Linked DNA regions of Danio rerio: region 2 is linked to region 1. A link is a contact called in public Micro-C data. All regions are on one chromosome and are shown on one strand. Each heading gives the region's core, a stretch centred on a gene start, on an enhancer-like site or on the middle of the called end of the contact. The rest is flanking DNA. Distances are from core to core; before and after follow the strand shown. Region 1 holds the start of paxx (PAXX non-homologous end joining factor). Region 2 holds the start of abca2 (ATP-binding cassette, sub-family A (ABC1), member 2).

Region 1 (2,883 bases), core at 150-2,649:
TACCTAGAGTGTATATTTGAGTATGCAAAGAGACAGCTGAAGGCAATTTATTCATGCACCTGTCAATTTAGAAATGTATTTTATTGTATTTATTTTCAGACTAATGTAAAGCAAAAACTCAAAATAGGCTTTCATGTGCTTCTTTTGTTGCACGATGTTAAGTCATGTATGAAATTACAATACATTTTTAAAGGCGGTTTTCTCTTTTTTTTCTCATGCACTGAGTCACAAATCTCCGCTTGTGCACATACACACACCAAAAGTTAGTTACACTTATCTATAAGAGTTTTTACAGAAGAATCGGCTCATACATTGTACACAACATTTTATTGGCTGATAGATAGATAGATAGATAGATAGATAGATAGATAGATAGATAGATAGATAGATAGATAGATAGATAGATAGATAGATAGATAGATAGATAGATAGATAGATAGATAGATATTATTCCCTCAGAAAAAAACCTGACTTAAGAATTTAATGCTATAAATACAAACAAATCGTTGCATATTTAATAAAATAATGCCTTATTTGCATATTTAAACATAATTTTCATAAATACATATACTGAATATAACTGTTATATATGAAATATAATTCTTATTGTGATCGTGATAATTACTTCTTAACATCTTTACCCTATTAATAGACTCACCACTTGAGATCGAGTATAGCTGCTGTGTCTATTCTCTGACTCTCCGTCAATGGAGGAATGAACGACGACTGAGGATTACAGTCAAACAGATAAAGCCGACCGATTCTGCTCGGGGCAGCGGAACCTTCTGTCCTCTGCTGTTTAACACAAAACACAATTTCAATCCAGAAGTGACTGGTTATTACTAACTTAAATTATAAAATAAAGACAAGAGACTTTATTCATGTAATCTAGCATTACCTTATCATCTCCTTCCAGAAGTTGTTGGTAAGTCCCACATGCCAGAACATGAGCCCACTGTGGTATGGGGCACCACTCGACCGTATCCGCAGTTAACTCCGTGTCAAACACCTGCAGGGTTCGGGTTCGAGACTGCCAACCCATTTAAACCGCTTGGCACAACATAAAGCTAACTTACTTAGAAAGAATAAACGTGTTAACGGACCAACAAATAAGAGGAAGCGCGCTGTCTGTCCGTCAGGCTATGATAACCGTTACTTTCAACACACCGGGTCAGCTGTCATATTGTTGCAATTTTAAGCTCATATAATTTTATGTATTAAGTTTTTTTGACATTTTATAACTTAACATCAAATGACAATTTCAAGAGCATTACCGTGTTCGTGTAACTTCGACTTTTATCGTTTTACGAGGTAAACATGACGTGAACGCGCTTTAACTTCCGGGTGGCTGAAATCTGATTGGCTGAGCGTTTAAATCGTGACTGTTTTGTTTACTAATAGTTCCTGGTTGGAAAGCCGCTCTATTTTACAGTCTATGGTTCAGCTTTAGTGTGATTGTATGGTAAAGAAGTATGGAACAAAATAACTTGGAGTCTAAATCAGTCCTTTGCACATTGCTGGATAAAAATGATCAGTCAAAGTATGTGTTTTTTACGCAAAAGCTACCAGCAGGAGTCATAAACATTGGGTGAGTAGACATGCTAATAGTGATGCTATTATTCCCTATCTTAAAGTTTACTTATTATAAACACTTTTTATTTATTTATTTTTTAAATATATAATTACTGTCAATTTATTTTAGTCACACCAGTGCTGTTTTAGAATTTTAATGTTTTAATTTCAGGTTTAGTAGTCTTAAAGGGTCACGAAACACCAAAACACATTTTTTGAGCTGTTGACATTGCTCTATTCAGCTTGCCATTTTATTCCAGCTTTATTTCTATGACCAAAATATTGTTTAAATAGTTATAATTAACAATAACAACCCTAATAGTTCATTTTAAGATGTGTATAACTGCATAACTCATCATGTCCTTTCCCCCATAGATTTACCAATGGTGAAGCTGTTTGGAAAACACATCTTTCAGAGGAGATTCTCTCTCAGCTTGTAAGGGTTTATTGATTGAATCTTTCTACATGACAGACATTCATCTCTTACTACAATAATACATTTCAATTCACTCAAACTTCTACAATAAGCTGCTTTGATACAATCTACATTGTAAAAGCGCTCTAGAAATAAAGATGAGTTAAACTGAATTGCTTATTTTTCCACAGTTTAAGAAATTTTCATTAAAGTCCACAGAGGATTACACCTTCAAAATCAAGTGAGGTTTTCTCAAGTAACTTATAAATTAGTTATGTGACTTCTTTGGTGGTCTGAAAAGTCCTCTTGTGTCTTTGGTCAGATGTGCATGCAAGACTGGCAGAGCGTTTGTGAAGCTGCTGGAGGACAGTGCTGTGCTGCATTTAGGAGCTGAAGCCACAGATCTCAGCCTGTCTCTAGCAAAACTCACAGACTCTGAGGGAAGGATGGAAGTCAAGGACCTGCTCTTTAAAATGGCAGATAGCTTGCAACAACTAGATAGTCAAGGCAAGCTCTCAATTACTATAATGACTCGTACTGAAATGAAAACCAAGCCGAATTAAATGTTTGCTGTTTTTATTATTGTTTAGGTGCTTCCTCTTCATTTAGTCCAGGCAAATGTTATCAGAAGAGGAGTGCTGGTAAGTTATGACACCTGTTGACAAATCAAAAGCTGTTATTAAATTTCTAGCTCACACTGTACTTATAAAAACAGTATTTAACCCTCAGGAAAATAATGTTTCTCACTTGTAGTTTAACTTTTTATTTATTTTTTATCTGAGGTTAAAAGGCTGCATAATACTGGAAAAAAAACTGACAAAGTGATATTTGATTTTTTTTTTCTGCAATGGGCTATATGCACACAGACTGTTTATTTTAATCAGCCAGCCTCAGCA
Region 2 (2,883 bases), core at 196-2,695, 130 kb after region 1:
TCATTGACCTCCATACTAGATACAAAAATACAATGCAAGTCAGTGGTTGCTGGTTAATTTTTAGGTGAACTATCCCTTTTGCATCTGGAACACTGTGCTCACCCTTCCCATTAGATATACAAGCAATCTATTGGTGTTATACTATGGGTAATTACTATGAATTACACAGCTCTAATTCACCACAGTTTTTTATTCAGAGCCAATTCAGTACCTCTTATCTGTTTACCTCTGAGCACCAGGACCATGATGTTTCCCTTTAAGTAGCAGCTGAAACCATATGCAAAATACATGGCTTTTATCATGCTTGTTTAGGAGCATCTGAACGTCATGGGTGGGGCTGAACTTGATCTAGTCTGATACACATCAGAGATAAAAATGATAATTTTCTCAACATCAGCAGGTGACAATCTATCACCCATGCTAACAGATTGTTTAGCGATAGCTCAACTTGAGATGTGTAGTGATGACCGTCGAACTAACAGGTTGTTCAGGCAACAACCTGTTAGTTTCCTAAACAACCTGTTAGTAGGTTGGCCAAAGACTGTCAACACAACTTCCTTTAAAACAAACGGTTCCGCCCACGATATTTCATAAGACGTAGAAATTGTGAAATATGTAAAAAAAAAAAAAAAACAGATCGTGATGAAATTGTATGAATACATGTATATAAAGGTTATTACTGGTTGTATGTTTTGCAACATCTCAATCCGTGATCCTGACACCGCCTGCTCGTGCATCTCTCGCGACATGTTCAAAACAAAAACCCATCAAGGCCTGAATTAAAATAGAAAAAGCACGCGATACGTGTAAACAATGGCACTCTTACCGGTCCTCTCCTCTTTAAAGTCACGTTCTTCCACAGGAGAAGGTGTAGCTGGTGAAGAAATCCCATTTTCAGCGAGTTGGAGAATGAAGTCGCAAATTATAATCTATTCATCACAGTGTTGTTGTTTCGAAATTCCGCTTCATCTGCATTTTGTCCTCCCCGGCGTGTGACAAAGCCAAACATCCTGAAATAAGAGGGCTGGGTTTGTGAACAAAATGCTCTTTAGGTAGCAGCAGATACAGATATTCGCATCTCATTGAGCAGTGGGCGGAGAGACTCCTGTCAGCTTCAGCCAAACGCAGCGAACGAACCTTTCTTATTGCTAGAGTAACTTGAGCGCATCGAGCGCGCGACCGATGTGTCAAGTAGATCAGATGTGATTTTTATGGTAATCTAGCGGCTGCCTCAGCTGGATTACTGATGCGCTGCTGAATCCTCATCATTCTGCGACGCCTGGCTATTTATAGAAACTCCATCGATGTGACAAAATTTTAATCTCCATCTTTAGCTTTAACTTCTGGGACTGAGGTCATTTCTCCAGGCTGGACAAATTCATGGTGATCGCAATTTTTGAGGCTCTCGTGGACTGCATTAAGTCTGATCACTGATCGGAGAACTGTGTGCTATTATATCGAGTTACCCTTGAAAAGAGTTTTGAGTGAGAAATTAAAGCAAATAGCGCCCTCTGCCGCATGGCACTGTTTTCAATAGTATGCTGCTGGGGGGAGCTCGAGTTCCTACAGGCGTCACGATGTGTCTAAAAAATATACATTTAATTCTCGTTCATAGGCCTAGTTCTACCATTAGACACGCTTCAAGGCCAGATATATTCTGGGGTATTAACTGAGATTATAATATTACCAGAGATAGTGATAGTGATGTGTGTAGTTTAGCAAATTGATCTTTTGAATGAATCTCTTTAACTCTAATCACAGTAGGCAGAGCTATGCAAAGTAAGCTTTCATCCCAGTTTTATATATAAAAAAAAAAAGTAATTATTTTCGAATCTTGACAGATGTACTTTATCGTACACATTATATGTTGTGCAATTGCATCTCTAGCATACTCTGTGAGCTCTTTAGTGGTTCATGTGATGACAAACCAGACTTCATTTACCCACTGGAAAGGATATTTACGCTGTCCTAACCATTTATATATCATCCTTTTTTTTTATTCACCATATAGAAAATAGCAACCTTTTAATCAAGTGACCAATTCCATCTATCAGCATCTATGATTGGAGGGACAGCAGATTTCAGGGCCCATTTAATAGGACAGAAAACCTGACGAGAAGCTGAAGTGCAGGGTGATGTTATGAAAATCCATATTAACCCTTGTACACTGTTCAAATTTACTACCCTTTTGTTATGTTAGGGATGAAAACATCCACTGAAATAAATTGCTGTAAAAATGCATGATTTTTAAAAATTGCTCTGCATAAATCTGTCAATCTACCTCAGTCCTGATCAAATGAAATTACAGCATTTCAACTCTTTAATAGCTAAACTCACAAGTGATGTCACTGAGTTTGTAAAAAAAATAAAATAATTTTTTTTCAATATTAAAAATAATTGTGGACTGAATTTTTTATTGCCTTTTATTACAGTCTTGGACATGTGAACGATTAGTAACAACATTGGCTTTGATGCATTGTTAGATTTTCATTTTTTTCTCAATAAGTTACTGTTGGTGACAGTTTTTGCTCCATTGACTTCCATTATAGTCACATTTAATGGTGCATAAATACACAGTCTTTGTTTTTATTTACTCCATGTAGTTCTGAGAGCTGAGATGCATACTTTGGTTTCCTTAGACACATCAAAGTGTGGTAAGTGCACAAAAGTCACTCTCACACACTCACAGACACACACATATAAATTTTAATTTGCTGTTATTTTCCCCATAAAATCCAGAAAGTAAGCTTTTTTGCACAGGCCTATCTAAAGGGTTTATGGTCCCATCTGATGATCAACAGTGAAAATTATAAACTGTACCACTTCCCAACAGGGAAAACCACCAACAATCAAAAATGCATGATTATATGGTGTCATGGTTTT

The links. A called contact is a pair of places that touch in the nucleus more often than the background predicts.
Region 2: a Micro-C map of caudal fin shows a contact between it and region 1, with 5 times the contacts expected there. The contact joins the promoter of abca2 here to the promoter of paxx in region 1. A contact is called at or near these places in 7 of 18 Hi-C or Micro-C datasets (caudal fin, embryo, hematopoietic stem cells and 1 more) and 3 of 4 datasets of contacts at active chromatin or transcription factors (caudal fin, embryo and gastrula embryo).

The regions. Positions count from the first base shown.
Region 1 is chr5:25,745,653-25,748,535 of GRCz12tu, forward strand. It overlaps paxx (PAXX non-homologous end joining factor), which reads left to right and starts at 1,400. Exons shown (of 7, transcript NM_001130597.1): 1 at 1,400-1,588; 2 at 1,948-2,008; 3 at 2,179-2,228; 4 at 2,310-2,494; 5 at 2,578-2,628. The coding sequence starts at 1,473. It overlaps dph7 (diphthamide biosynthesis 7), which reads right to left and starts at 1,051. Exons shown (of 9, transcript NM_001082839.1): 1 at 899-1,051; 2 at 659-795. The coding sequence starts at 1,042.
Region 2 is chr5:25,877,417-25,880,299 of GRCz12tu, forward strand. abca2 (ATP-binding cassette, sub-family A (ABC1), member 2) reads right to left here and starts at 1,446. Exons shown (of 49, transcript XM_068221438.2): 1 at 827-1,446. The coding sequence starts at 892.